Regions from separate parts of the Danio rerio genome. Here all the other regions are linked to region 1. Evidence: chromatin contacts called from public HiCAR-type and Micro-C data. All regions are on one chromosome and are shown on one strand. The core of a region is the stretch at or near the end of the contact, and the rest is flanking DNA. Distances in the headings are between cores, read along the strand shown. Region 1 overlaps maml3 (mastermind-like transcriptional coactivator 3). Region 2 holds the start of scoca (short coiled-coil protein a). Region 3 holds the start of maml3 (mastermind-like transcriptional coactivator 3).

Region 1 (5,051 bases), core at 1,094-3,593:
TGGTGTAAGTTGGGGGTGGGACTATCTGTATGCCTGACCACTGGTGTAAGTTGGGGGTGGGACTATCTTTATGCCTGAGCACTCATGTAAGTTGGGGGTGGGACTATCTGTATGCCTGACCACTGGTGTAAGTTGGGGGTGGGACTATCTTTATGCCTGACCACTGGTGTAAGTTGGGGGTGGGACTATCTATATGCCTGACGAATAATGCAAGTTGAGGGTTGGACTATCTGTGTTGTTGACTAATAGTGTAAGTTGAGGGTGGAACTTTCCGTGTATCTGACCAATGGTGTGAATTGAGCGTGGAACTATTTGTATGCCTGACCACTGGTGTAAGTTGTGGGTGGGATTATCTGTATTCCTGACCACTGGTGTAAAATGGGGGTGGGACTATCTGTATGCCTGACCTGTAATGTAAGTTGAGGGGGGACTACCTGTGTGTCTGACCAATGGTATAAATTGAGTGTAGCACTATCTGTATGCCTGACCACTGGTGTAAGTTGGAAGTGGGACTATTTGTAAGCTTGACCTCTTGTGCAAGTTGGGGGTGGGACTATCTGTATGCCTGACCACTGGTGTAAGTTAAGGGTGGGACTACCTGTATGCCAGACCACTGGTGTAAGTTGGGGGTGGGACTATCTGTATGCCTGACAAATAATGCAAGTTGAGGGTTGGACTATCTGTGTTGTTGACTAATAGTGTAAGTTAAGGGTGGAACTTTCTGTGTATCTGACCAATGGTGTGAATTGAGCATGGAGCTATTTGTATGCCTGATGACTGGTGTAAGTTGGGGGTGGGACTAGCTTTGTACCTGTCAAATAGTGTGTGTTTAGGGTGGGACTATCTGTTTATCTGGCCAATGGTGTGAATTGAGTGTGGAACTGTTTGTATTCCTAACCACTGGTGTAAATTGGTGGTGGAATTATCTGTATGCCTGACCAGTAGTGTAAGTTGAGGGTGGGAGCATCTGTGTACCTGACCAATAATGTAATTTCTGGTGGGACTATCTGTGTACCTGACTAATTGTATAAATTGAGTGTAGCACTTTCTTTATGCCTTATTGACCACTGACCCTGTCCCCTGACCACTGGTGTAAGTTGGGGGTGGGACTATCTGTATGCCTGACCACTGGTGTAAGTTGGGGGTGGGACTATGTCTACCTGACCAATAGTGTTAGTTGAGGGTGGGACTAACTGTGTACCTGACCAGTAGTGCAAGTTGAGGGTGGGACTATCTGTGTATCTGACCGATAGTATTAATTGAGGGTGGAACCATCTGTATGCCTAACCATTGGTGTACGTTGGGGGTGGGGTTATCTGTGTGAATGACCACTGGTGAAAGTTACCTACTATCAGTGTGCCTAACCAGTGGTGTGGGTTTAGGGGTGAGACTTTTTGTGTGAACTCCCACCAGGTGTTGAGGAAACCTGTTTTCATTGACACGGCTGTATGGAGTACTGTAGAAACCTGTTTGGAAACAGACCCTATGACCACCAAGTAATGTTGGTGTTGCTAGTGATGCAGAATATACACAGCACCTTTCAAAAACACTTTCAAGATCAATAATCATTCCGTAGACATTCTTTTTTCATATTGTGACACAGAACATTGCATTTGCATTGAGTTGTTTTCAACTGTCTTTAAGATTGAGCTAATAGTTTAAGATGAAAATGTGCAAGTAAGGAACACGAGTGGTTCACACGTGTGAATGAAGGGAAAAGGATGAAGATGGAATCGGCGATGGAGACAGAAAAAGGAGGAAGAAAGGATAAAAGAGAGAGACTTAATTTACGCTGCGCTCTCTCTCTCTCTCGGCTGCTGCCCGCTGTCGTCCATCATGGCTCCTATGAGCACCATCTGCTCAACATTATAGCCACTGTTGCCTGGCTACCTGCTCTCTCTCTCTATCTGTCAGTCTCTCTTTCCTGTTTTTTCTCTCCCTCTCTCTCTTTAATGTTTTTTTTTCTGTCATTTGAGTCCTTTTCTCTCACCCCTCATCTCTCTCTTTCCATGCTCGGCTGAGGAGTCTTTGGCTCACACACATTATCCGGCAGGAAGAAGGAGACACATCTTTTACACCACTCATGATTAAGCCATCTGCAGAGAGAGCTGAAGGGAGAGGGGGGGATGAGGGGGACCGTAATGAAAAAGAGTATGTAAGGCGGTGAGGGTGAAAGAGAAGAAAAAGAGAGGAGGTAAAGGGAAATCTGGAGGAAGGAGGGAAAGACGGAGAACGGAATGGAGACATGGGCACAGAGGTGGAAGAAATAGAGATAGATGACAACTCGAAAAGAGGGAGTGAGAGAAAGACAAGGAAAGGAATGGGGAAAAAAAGATCAACACTGCCCCCCTCTGGCCTGTCCAGCTTCTACACTGATACGTACGTGCCGATCGGCTCTCGTTTGGACAGCATGACTGGTTAACAGAAGAGATCCAGCTGTCTACACACAGATTTGTGCTCATTGACCGGTCTGGTCTAGATTTATCTGAACAGTCTCCTGTGGCGTGCGCATGTTTGGGCTTCATTATTTATGCTGTTGTAAAAGCCTCGTGGAGTGCTTCAAATAAAATGATTGCCTCAGATTGAAGTCATGGCCTTTCGGTTAGTGATTGTGCTGTGGGGTGCTTGTACGGAGGATATGAGTTTGAGTTCAGTTTGCCCCATCCCATCCTCCTTTAACTTTAACTCACTGTTCTCTTGTTCTCTTGTTTCTGGTTGTCTTTGTCCATAAACATGTCCTTGTTGTGTCTTGATTGTTTTGAATCTTAGTTTAAATAGTCTCAGACAAGACTATTTGTTTAGGTCAGTGGTCTCAAACTCAATTCCTAGAGGGCCACAACTCTGCAGATTTCAGCTCCAATCACCTGCAAATCACACCTGCTTAAAAGTCCCACATAGTCTTGAACACCTTGATTTTTTTTAGATAAGCTGTATTCGATTGGGGTTGGACCAAAACTGCAGAGCTGCGGCCCTCCAGGAATTGACATTGAGACCTATGTTTTAGGTCATTTTAGATCATCTTGACCACCATTAATAGGGTATTTCTTTCTAACTCACCAACACAAGAAAGAGGTCTCCACAGCATTTGGAAACTTTGATAAATGATTACTAAATTTACGTTATGACATTACAAAATAGTATTTTTATTTATTTGGGTTTTACAGTCATCGTTGAATAGAAAATATTTGTAAAAATCTAAAAATGGAAAGGACACATGGTGTTGTTTTATTTAAATGTGTAACCGAAAATTATTCTATTTAAAAAATTATGAAAAACAGTAATCTTGTTAAATATTTTTACCGTTTGAAGTTGTTTTTCCTATTTTATTATATATTTTCTTCCTTTTTTCATATATTTTTAAGTTTAAAGTCTGATTGTTTGAAGTGTTTTAACATTATAGGTCTTGATTGTCATGTTTGATCTATTTAATTTAGTCATTCTAAATAAAAACAAATTCATTACAATACTATAATGGCCCCAAATTTTAAACAGCACTACATTATGAGTTTATCAGTTAAACTAGTTGCTTGTGGTTGGTTCACCTGATGACAGTTCCCCCTGAAAATATGTGTTATCGCATACAAGAAGCAATAAAAACGTTATTGTGTATCAATAATTGGTTCAATAGATTGTCAGTTATTATATCTGTATTCTTAACCAATGGTGTAAGCTTAGTGGAAGGACTTTTTGTGTGGATTCCCACCGAGTGTTCAGGAAACCTGTTTGCATTAACAGATGCTGTATGGAGGGAGGTGTTATAGAAACCTGTTTGGAAACAGACTCTGCAACCACCAAATAATGGACTGCTCTATAATTGATATTCACTCTACTTGCTCTTGTAGGAAGTAGTTGGACTGCCACGACAAGCCGGTGGAGTTCAGCCACCTCATGGAGGACCAGGAGGTGTGGCCCCAGCAGGGCCTAATGGGGCGGGGCCTGGCGGTTATCTGCCCAATCCACAGCAGCAACAGCAGGCGGCCATGATGAAGCAGATGATGGCGATGGAGCAGGAGAAGAGGGTCCAGCTTCATCTGATGGAGCAGCAGCAGAAAGCGCAGCTAATGAGAGAACAGAGACAGCAGCAGCAGCAGCAACACATGCTGGCAGAACAGGTGAGCGACAGCGCTGGATTCTCTTTCTACTTCACATTTCTCTGTAAGAAATAACGCTTCTTGTGTGCTGGAGCAGCTCTCGATCTTCTGTCCGTTTTGCTTTTTCTTCATTTGTTTTTGATTATTGATAAGGAATTTTTGATATTCATGCCGTTTTTCTGCTTCGCTTTCTACTTTCTTTTTCCAGTTACAACAGCAGCAGCATCTCCCCAGACAGATGACTCAGGCACAGAGGAATCCATACCCGCTCCAGCAGTTTCAAGGCAAGACACACACACACATTTACAAAGAAAAGATAAAAATATCCATGCGCAAACACTAAACACCTTTATACTAGATGTGAAGATCATGTTACTTTGTGACCAAATAGCTTACAGTGTTGTCATCTGAAGTGGATGGTAAGACATCTGAAGATGTCCTTCTTTAAGTTCCTCGATATCAAAATGACAAAATACTGCCTGGCCACTTACACATCCAGAAGGTCTGCCAGCATGTCTAATGAACACACACAAATCTAAAGTCTGTTGCTGTGACCATTGAAATTCTTCTGTTATGTTAAACATTGTGAAAAGTTTAGAAATCCGTGAACTTACTTCAAATAAAGTTCTGTTTTGTTCTTTATTTGTGAGCAAAAAGACATTCGAAAAGACTGAATGACGGTACTAGGTATGGGATGATAACCGGTTTCAAGGTTTACAGCGGTTTGGAAAAGTCAAGTTTTAAAACCGCTAAAATGTTCTGTTATGCCATACCAAGATATACAGTTGAAGTCAGAATTATTAGCCCCCTTGAATTATTAGACTGCTTGTTTATTTTTTCCCCAATTTCTGTTTAATTGAGAGCAGTTTTTTTAACACATTTCTAAGCATAATAGTTTTGATAAGTCATTTCTAATAACTGATTTATTTTATCTTTACCATCATGACTGTAAATAATATT
Region 2 (5,051 bases), core at 1,854-4,353, 220 kb before region 1:
GCATAGATGACATCATGAAGAAAGAACATTATGTAGTAATACCGAAGCAACATCTCAAGACATCAGCCAGGAAATTAAATCTTGGCCACAAATTGGTCTTCCAAACAGACCACAACTCTAAGCATTCTGCCAAATTAGTTAAAATGTGCTTTAAGGACAACAGCGTGAGTGTCCATCACAAAGCCCTGATCTCAATCCTATAGAAAATTTGTGGGCAGAGTTGAAAAAGCTTGTGCGAGCAAGACAGCCAACAAATCTGACTCAGTTACACCCATTCTGTCAGAGGAATGGGCCAAAATTCCTTCAAACTGTTGTGAGAAGCTTGTGGAAGGATACTCAAAACATTTGACCAAAGTTATACAGTTTAAAAGCAAAGCTAAAAATACCAAGGAAATGTATGTAAATTTTCGACTCTAGAAATTAATAAAAAACAAAAAATTATCAAAAAAAAAATTCTCTCATTATTCCGGCATTTAACAAATGTAAATGATTTAGCTAATCCTAACAGACCTAAAATAGTAAACGTTTAGTATGATTTAACATTGGACATTATTTAAAAAAAATGGTTATGCTTCTTTTTTTTTTAGAGTGTATGTAAACTTCTGGTTTGAACTGTATATGCATAAAAGTTGATTGATTGAATATAATCTGACTGCCTACCATGCTGTATTGTCAAAATGCGATATATTTTTTATGAATCGCCTGCTTTGTCGGTCAATAACAGTAACATGTTCAAATGTACCCTTTTTTAAGCAATATCAGGCCTTAGTCTGCACTCACCAATATCTCTTTTTGTGTTGTACAGATGAAATAAAGTCGTACAGGCGTGGGAATGACACGAGGGTGAGTAAATGACAGAATGTTCATTTTTGGGTGAACTATCTCTTTAAAACCGAGTAGACGTGAGTCATCTGAAATATGCAGCCTTTGTTCTGCTTCTGCTGCTCTGACAGTGGCTGCATTCACACACGCTCGCTGAACTCGTCTCTGCACACAGGCTTATACTGTACACACTTACTGCCTCTTATGGCAAGTGAGCTTTCTGACATGTGTTGACACAACGCCTCTCCATTCATTCCTGTATTTGGACAAGAAAACCACATGCTGCACAGCGCTACAACATTTAGGCGCTTGAGTTATTGTGCTGACTTCAACTGCCATGGGAATATACTGTACTCCTTACACCGCTTTTTAAAAACAAGTGGTTATACGTTCAGGTCTGCTTTATATGTCTTTAACCACTCTGTTTGCCTACTTATGTCAGAAATATTAAATTCTGTGTTATTCTGATGATTTTTTTTGCTTTTAGCATCTAAATGTTAGCCTTAGCATTTAGCCTTAATGTTAGCATTTAGAAAATATTCATTCCAGCTTACTGTTTCTCACTCCCACCAATATGAATCAACTGTTTTGATGACATCAATCTGCACCTTAGCTTCTCTTAAGATCTTCTGTCTAATCAAATGCTCTCCAGAATCTGAAATGTCTTGTCCCTACATGCTAAAGATAAAATCTGTCACTTGTACACATAATGACTACTTGCTGTAAGTGGAATCATGCACTATGAAGGGGACAAATTATTAAGATTATAGTTTATATGGGGCAACGCAGGGGCGCAGTAGGTAGTGCTGTCGCCTCACAGCAAGAAGGTCTCTGGTTCAAGCCTTGGTTGGATAAGTTGCCGTTTCTGTGTGGAGTTGGCATGTTCTCCCTGCGTTCGGGTGGGTTTCCTCCGGGTGGTTCGGTTTCCCCCACAGTCCAAAAACAAACGTTACAGGTTAATTTGGTTGGCTAAATTTTCCGAAGTGTGTGAGTGTGAGTGAGTGTGTGTCGACGTTTCCCGGAGATGGGTTGCGTGCTGGAAAGGCATCCGCTGCGTAAAAACGTGCTGGATAAGTTAGCGGTTCATTCCGCTGATTACTAAAAGGACTAAGGCGAAAAGAAAATGAATGAATGAATAGTTTATATGTTTTCCACTGCTGTGAATTAAGTCGGTTTCTCATTTCACGACCTTTAAAAACAAGATATTAAATCAATATTCACTGATATATTCTCGAACCAGCGACAGCACTACCTATGGCGCCACTGTGTCGCCCATATTTAATTACATAAAATTTTATTTGTTTGACTTTCACTCTACAAAATATGATAGAAAACAGTGTTATGTATAGTTTATAAGTATAATTTATACATCTAAATATTTATTAGGGGCCCCCAGATGTCCTGTGGCCACAAGCGGCCACCTACCTTGCTTATTGGTTTAATCTGCCCCTGTATTTCAAGTATAATAAGGTAAAGTCGGGTGCCACTTGACTAGTTTATTCAGCATCGAACTTTATTGTGTTATAAATGGAATTGTTTATGTTTTTACTGTAATAATTTTATTACTAAATGTTAAAAATTATACTGCATTAGATATTAAATATGATTTAAAGCAAAGTTTTCTCTATTTTGTAACACTACAGAATAAATGAGGAAATTCCCCTTGGCAAATTTAATGTAATAATGTTTGGTATATATACGGCCCACAGACCTCAAAGAAGTTTGGTTTTTGGCCTTTTACAGGAAAAAGTTTGGGCACCCCTGCTTTATATGAACTGAGTTCTCTGTCAAACTATCAGCTGTCCACAGCCCAGTTTTTCATTGGAGAGCATAAGAATTAAGAATTAAATTAATTAAAATGGTCAATAATTCTAGACTTTTACCCAGTTGTGTAAAAACAGTGTACACATTAAGTGCAAAACAAACCTTATGTACACAATGTGTGCAACTTATTATTTTAACTGTTCGTTCAAAGTAGCCAACTTAAAAACCTGTGTGGTTGCAGTAACTACATCACTTACTCGGTTCCTAAAACTGTCATAAAACTGATTTCCGATCAGCTTTTAAACAAATTAACTTAATCACGAGTCTTACCTGAATCATCAGCCAGTGAGATGTTAGTAAAAGTCCCATCATCTTCATCCACGTCGCCCTCCATGACCGACGTGTGCTCAGATATGTGTGTGTACGTGCAGTTAGCAACAACAACCCAACATGATAAAACAGTGAAGAAATATCTGTTAAAAAATCGGTCTTTCCTCTCATGAAGCGGTGTGTGTGTGTGTGTGTTTGCCCGGCCGTACCCTCTCAATTATTCACCATCACCACGGTTACCAGCCGGACCTGTATGGCAACTCAGGTGACAATGGTGGTGCAGAGCAGAGGGCGACGCCTGCTGAGAGATCCAAAGTTCACTGCTTTACTTTCTCAAATTACAGAGAAAGACCCCCGCTTTCACACTCCTTCAAACTCGCGGTTGGTCTCATTTAATTCGGCCTTTAGCGACACATTATCTAAAGGAAGCATCCGATGTCCTCTTAAGAACAAAACTTTAGTACGTTTTACATGGCAATATGGCAAGCCGTTTTTACATTTAATTAATAAATCACACAGGTGGGTTCTATGTTACTAGCATCATAATGGATTTTTGTGTGCTTTTGCTTCCTTTTCATTATGTGAACATAAAACGAAAAGAATTTGCATCTAAAATTGTATACTTCCATACTAGTATATTAAAAACAGTATGCGAGCTGAGTAGGCCATGTCCAAATTTTTAGTATTCGAAAAAAAAAAACTGGTAATGACCTACCTGGATACCCAGTACCTGGATGACCTATGGCTTCCGGCGAGATTCTGAAATGCATACAATGGATGCTACACTATCCCATGGGAGTGAACTGACGCAACTCATGGGGTTGGTCATGTGAGAATGACAAATGGTGGATGTAGTAAGTCTGTGTTCGATTCATATTACTCACATTAATGCTATATTGAGCGCATTTTTCTAACAATCTTATAGTCAATTCAAGCTTTAGTAGTAGGCAATTACTAATAGTGAGCAAGACACCACCTGTGTGTCCAACAAGTGGTTTGTTCAGCTCACTCACACGTGTGAAGCAAACTTAAGCGGGTCGCACACCAGAAGCGCCGCTCGGCACCGCGACACAGCGCGCACATGACAGTTTAAAGTACAGCACACCAGACGCGCACATTCGAATGATATTTAACATGAAACTAATCAGATGGCGCTCTGTGGCGCGGCTGAAAAATGAACTGCGTCCTGAGCCATGGCCGGGCGCCGCCGACAGCCAGCGACTTGCGGCGCCGGTGTGTGTATCCTGATAGAATCCTATGTTTAGAATTCTAAAATGCATGGCGCTGGCCGCCGAGCGGCGCTTTTGGTGTGCAACCTGCTTTAGATTTGCATTGTTTTGAAGTTTATTACATACAAGTATACAGGGCTTATAGTGAAGTGCTGTGCAGGTAAACCTCACTCCTCTGACCTCTTGAAGGTGCTCTAGCGACAGACGCTAGACGCCATGGCCATGTTAGAGCAACTGACTCCCATGCAGAAGGTCGTCGGTTCAGTCCCAGCTTGTAGTCGGTTGGGTGGTGCAGGATTCCAATGGGGTAACACACGCGCTGCAGGGGCCCCGGAGTTATGTTGTTTGCCCACCCCAACAAGATCCAACCCCTGGTCTTAACCTACATGGTAATTCGAACATAGGCTCATTCTGGAAATCTCTGAGAGATCGCAAATTATGTGGCCAGTCAGTCAGTAAGACAGTTAGTCGACAGCAGCCTCTGGTGGATTTAGAAGAGAACAGCAGGCATGAATGGCACGAGCGAGAGAAATATAAAGAGCCCCTATTATACATGAAATAGGGTCATATTTTGGTTTTAAGGGTCTCCAACAAAAGTCTAATATGCATGCAAGGTCAAAAACACTTTTATGGTCTTATAATCTGCATTTATTTTTACCTAATTATCCCAGCGACTCCCATATGAATCGTTCAGTGATTCATTTGTTCCCAAACCCCTCCTTAGCGCAAAGCTAATCTGCGCTGATTGAACTGATGACAGCCTGCTGCGAGTGGTCGACACTGACTGCCTTCAGCGCGAGACAGAGTGAAATGCCCTGCAGCTAATCAACAATATAAAAGCGGTCACAGTGCATACATGCTTCATAGTGTAAGGCGTGGAGTTTAGCTGCCAGGGGATGAATGTAA
Region 3 (5,051 bases), core at 1,903-4,402, 180 kb before region 1:
TGCTCCTGAATCTACCCCTGCTATTTGTGTTACTTTCTTTATATGTTATGCATAATTTCCATCCATAGTCCAGGAATTGATCAACGTCTTCAATATAAATCAGTTTTCTATTCTGATCTCAAGCCTTGGCAAAAGCACCAATCAAAGGCTACATTTGTGTGATGTCATCATGTAGACTTCTTACAAAGTATTTTACAGTCATTTCAAAATACAAAAATAGACACTGAAGTATTTTGATGCAAAATATAAAGACATTTTCATAAACCCTATCAAATACAAAATACGTATTTGAAGTGCATGTATCATAAATACTGCCCATCCCTGCATACACTCTCATTTGCACACACTATGGCCAATTTAGTTTATTTAATTCACCTATAGCGCATGTCTTTGGACTGACTGAGTATCCACAGCACCCAGAGGAAGCCCACGCCAACATGGGGAGAACACGCAAACTCCACACAGAAATGCCTACTGACCCAGCCAGGACTCCAACCAGAGGCCTTCTTGCAGTGTGGCGACAGTGCTAACCACTGAGCCTCACCCCAACATTTCAAAAATAAACTGAAATTGTTTTGTATTGATCATTAGCTGATAAAACTATCTGAAAATGATTGTAATGATATCGTTTGCCAGTGATTGAAATCAGTGACTTCTATTCTTTATATTTATGATTTAAAAAATATATATATTATCAGTATAGTTGATGCTAACGCTGTTCGTATTTAATTAATGTTCTTCAGGCAGTTTAAATCCTATACAGCTAATTTAACCATCCTCAGATTGTTGACACCATCTCAGCTTACCTGCTAATTTGAAAATTTCAAAGACAGCCTTTCTGCCACTTTATTATACACAATTAAAACAGGAAAAAGGCTGATCTCCATAGCCAGAGAAACTGCTTCAAAATAGTCCCAGTAAAATACAGGGTGTTAACTAACGTTTGGCCTTCATTATAACTGTGTATATGTGTATGTGCTAGAGAAAGAGAGAAAGAGTGAGAGAGAGAGAGAGAGAGAGAGAGAGAGAGAGAGAGAGAGAGAGAGAGAGAGAGAGAGAGAGAGAGAGAGAGTAAGAATGAATGTGTTTGCAATCCGTTTTAGCCACACTCAGCAAACCAGACTGGGCAGCAGCACTTTTTCACAATTACACACACACACACACACACACACACACACACACACACACACACACACACACACACACACACACACACATACACTTACAAAACCGGCCAATCCCCTCATCATCATTTAGTGAGTGCAGTCAGTGCTTCGGGGCCTCACCTGATCCTGTTACTTTCTTCTGACAGTGTTAAAGACGTGTGTATTATGCACGCACGCACACAACACACACATACACATAACAACAGTTTGCTTGAGCGCCAATATCTTTAAAGTGAACTCTGAAAGGCAAAAAGCAATTGCTGGTTATAACTGAGAGGATAATCTGTGAAGATAAAGCTATAGTGGACACAAGCAGAAGCATGATACGATACTCACAAAGACCTTTCCTGTATTGCCAAATAGATGGAAAACAGTCTGTTTGGACAATTAACACTTTAGGAAAAGAAAACGGTATAATTAACGTAAAAAGTATTCACAATAGCAGCTAAAATGATTAATTAAACACTTTTTTTAAAATGAAGTTTCTATAAAAGGTTTAACAAATATATAAGTTTTATGCTCCAATACAGTGGTGTGAAAAACACACCAAAACACTGATCAGATCAACATACACTCCCAGAAATAAAGGTACGAGAGCTGTCACTCGGGTGGTTTTTTTATAAAAGCTACACATTTGTACCTGAAGAATGTCTAAATACCTCAAGTGTACATATTAGTAGATAGTACAAAAGTTTACCTCTTAAAATGTTTAGGTAAGCTTTTGGGGTACCAATATGGCCCCTTTAAGTACAAATGAGTGTCTTTTGAAACGGTACCACCCCAGTGACAGCTCTTGTTTTTTCAGAGAGTGTACAATACAGTTTAAAATGATCTAACATTCATTTTAAAGGTTTTCGTTTGCCCTTCTGTTTTCATTTAAATACAAATATATGTGTGTATAAATATTTAATAATAATAAAAACAACCACAGCAACATATTACACAAATATGAATTATTAAAATAGTATATATGATAATATAATCAATTGCATTAATTTACTGCTACTTATAATAAATATATAATTCAAATTAATATTATGCATTGTTATTTATGATAATAATAAACGTTATGGTGGCACAGTGGGTAGCACGATCACCTCACAGCAAGAAGATTGCTGGTTCGAGCCCCGGCTGGGTCAGTTGGCATTTCTTTGTGGAGTTTGCATGTTTTCCCCGTGTTGGCGTGGGTTTCCTCCGGGTGCTCCGGTTTCCCAGACAGTCCAAAGACATGCACTATAGGTGAATTTAACAGGCTAGATTGACAGTATATTGAATAAGTGTGTATGCAAGAGTGTATGGGTGTTTTCCAGTGTTGGTTGCAGCTGGAAGGGCATCCGCTGCGTAAAACAAGTTGGATAAGTTGACAGTTTGTTCCACTGGGGTGACCTCTGATTAATAAAGAGGCTAAGTCATTAAATAACATTTAATGGTGTTTCTCAACCATGCTCCTGGAGGACCACCAGCACTGCATGTTTTGAATGTCTCCTTTGTCTGTCACACCCATTACAGGTCTTTTAGTCTCTGCTAATGAGCTGATGATCTGAATCAGTGTGCAATGTGCAGAGCTGGTGTTCCTCCAGAAACGTGGTTGAGAAACACTGATTTATTAAGAATACTAATAAAACATATAATAATCATAACAATAACAACAATACAAATAATTAATTTTTTATAAACAAAATAATTTTCACTTAAATGTTCATTGTTGTAAATTATATTCTTTGATGCTTTAAATACGTTCACCCCTCATTTCTCCTCAATCCTCCGCCGACAGCGCTTTGTGCTCTCCTCCTCCTCCTCCTCGAGCATCAGCTGCAGTACCGTAACCCGCCGCTAAAGCACCATACCGCTCTGCCGTTTGCCTCCCGTGAAGTGAACGTGACTCCGCGTCCAGAGAGCACTGGAATCCCGTCCGTGTTTTGCGCGAAGCTGACGGCTGCTCTCCGGCTGGTGGCTGCTCTTCGCTCGGCTGTTGTCCTGATATCACTCCGCTAGCATGGAGGAGGGGAGCGCTTGATTATTGTGATGGTGGCAGCTGCCGTACACACTGGCGACTGTAGGATTTCCTCTCCAGCCATCGGGACTTTAACGAACTGCACACCTTGTTCGCGCTCGGGGAGGCTTTCGCCGGCCAAACTAATGAAATGCAAGTTCACGAAACAACTCCGGAGCCTGTTCGCAGCAGACGGCAAAACTTTTTTCAGAAGGACAACACAATAAAACGACGGGCTCGCAGCAGCGGTGCTTGTGCGTGATGGTTGCGAGTAACATCCGGATGTTTGATGGAGCTCCAGTAGCGGCGAGAGAGTAGCAGCCCCGGTCGCCTCCGCGGTCCCGCACTGTTGTCTATTGAATGGTTGACACGGCGATCCTCCCGGAGGAGGGATTTACGCTCGTTTGAACGCTTCTTTCCTCACTATTTCACTGTATCTGGCTCCCTGGCGAAGCGGACTTCTGCCCCGCTTTGGAGAGGGGAGAGAGAGAGAGTCAGGGGGGCTTGACAAAGTTCTTCCCGAATCACAGATGATGGGGGATTTTGCCAGCCCCGCTGCCGTACCGACCGGCGGCGGCATTTGCATTAATAACAGTAACGTGAACTTAAACTCTGCCATTAATGCAGCCAACAGCGGCAGCACCGGCGGCGGTAACATACCGAAGCACAGCACGGTGGTGGAGCGGCTCCGCCAGCGGATCGAGGGCTGTCGGCGGCACCACGTCAACTGCGAGAGCCGATACCAGCAGGCGCACGCCGAGCAGCTGGAGCTGGACCGCCGGGAGACCGTGAGCCTCTACCAGCGGAGTTTAGAGCAGCGGGCCAAGAAATCCAACAACAGCAAACAGCAGAGCAAGCAACAAGAGCCCGACTCCAGCGCGAGCGCCGAGCAGAGGAACAGCACCCTGATCGCGGTGAGTTCAGCTCTCTCCATGGGCTGCCCGACTCCTCTCCTTCTGTGTGTCTGTGTGTGTTTGGACATGAACAGTGTTTGTTTGGGTCATAGACTCGTTGTGATTAAACTTTAGCTCGGCGTTTGTGCTTTTTACACTTTGGTTACTTCAATCAAAGCATAACTTGATTAAACCGTTTGTGAAAGTGCTTCTCGTGACTTTGGAGGCGTTTTACCACTTTTCTGTGCAGCCTTGTTTAAAGTTATGTAGTAGTTGATGATGTCATTTGATCTCCTCCTACTTACTATTTGCAGTTCAGCCGTGTTTCATGTTTGGGAAACATAATTGGGGTTGAAAATCGAGATCAGCTTGCTAGCTACACTGTGCGAATGTGTATTATCGTGTATTGTTTTGCTGAGAAGCGCGACGGTACACATGGCGAGTCGTGCCAGTTTCAGTTTCCTTTTAGGCGCGCTGTTTGAAAAGATGCTAATGTTTTGCGTTTATTTCACATCCCTCTCTTTCTCTCTTCCTGCTAGTTAGGCATGCGTGTGTGTGCAGTGTAACTGTTCGGTGCGATATTTGTTGAAAGAAAAAAAGGAAGGAAACGAATGCACATACATGTTTATCTGCATGCTAAGATCAAGATGCCACCACAGAAAAGTTGCAGCTTTAAAATCGGTCACTCGAATCTCAAGCCACTGCAGGAGAGCTTCGTGTCGCTGTCTTTTGTGTCAGTCCTCTTTGAAATGCTAAGTGTCTGCGATTTCTGAGGGTGACATCGGTAGTTTTAAAGCGTTAATGGCCGGTGTCGTCGACCCCCCTCGGTGCGGTGTGGATGTTACTGTAAGCCGGTTTATAAGCAGCAAACGCTTCACATCGAAGGTATTGCGATTTAAAGAGACCGCAGCCTTTCCGTTTCTCCGTGTTTTCTCCACATAAGCGCCGTGCTGCAGCTAGGTGGCTGTATCAAGTCGAGTTAGGGTCTTATGTGTGTGT

What was found. A called contact is a pair of places that touch in the nucleus more often than the background predicts. HiCAR-type assays count read pairs that join an accessible place to other places.
Region 2: a contact with region 1 is called in a HiCAR-type map of caudal fin, with 8 times the contacts expected there. The contact joins the promoter of scoca here to the enhancer-like site in region 1. A contact is called at or near these places in 5 of 18 Hi-C or Micro-C datasets (caudal fin, embryo, fibroblasts and 1 more) and 2 of 4 datasets of contacts at active chromatin or transcription factors (caudal fin and embryo).
Region 3: a Micro-C map of caudal fin shows a contact between it and region 1, with 9 times the contacts expected there. The contact joins the promoter of maml3 here to the enhancer-like site in region 1. A contact is called at or near these places in 5 of 18 Hi-C or Micro-C datasets (caudal fin, embryo, hematopoietic stem cells and 2 more) and 3 of 4 datasets of contacts at active chromatin or transcription factors (caudal fin, gastrula embryo and pancreas).

Annotation. Positions count from the first base shown.
Region 1 is chr1:43,440,708-43,445,758 of GRCz12tu, reverse strand. It overlaps maml3 (mastermind-like transcriptional coactivator 3), which reads left to right. Exons shown (of 6, transcript XR_012407336.1): 3 at 3,843-4,112; 4 at 4,300-4,375. Among named protein-coding and RNA genes, the nearest start is that of vwa10.2, 34 kb to the right of the region's middle. Within about 2 kb of position 2,343, at least 16 of the 62 cell types and tissues checked have an H3K27ac peak or open chromatin away from gene starts, as enhancers often do. A contact at or near this core is called in caudal fin, where this site is marked.
Region 2 is chr1:43,662,187-43,667,237 of GRCz12tu, reverse strand. scoca (short coiled-coil protein a) reads right to left here and starts at 3,103. Exons shown (of 4, transcript NM_001077559.1): 1 at 2,917-3,103. The coding sequence starts at 2,980.
Region 3 is chr1:43,619,132-43,624,182 of GRCz12tu, reverse strand. maml3 (mastermind-like transcriptional coactivator 3) reads left to right here and starts at 3,152. Exons shown (of 6, transcript XR_012407336.1): 1 at 3,152-4,073.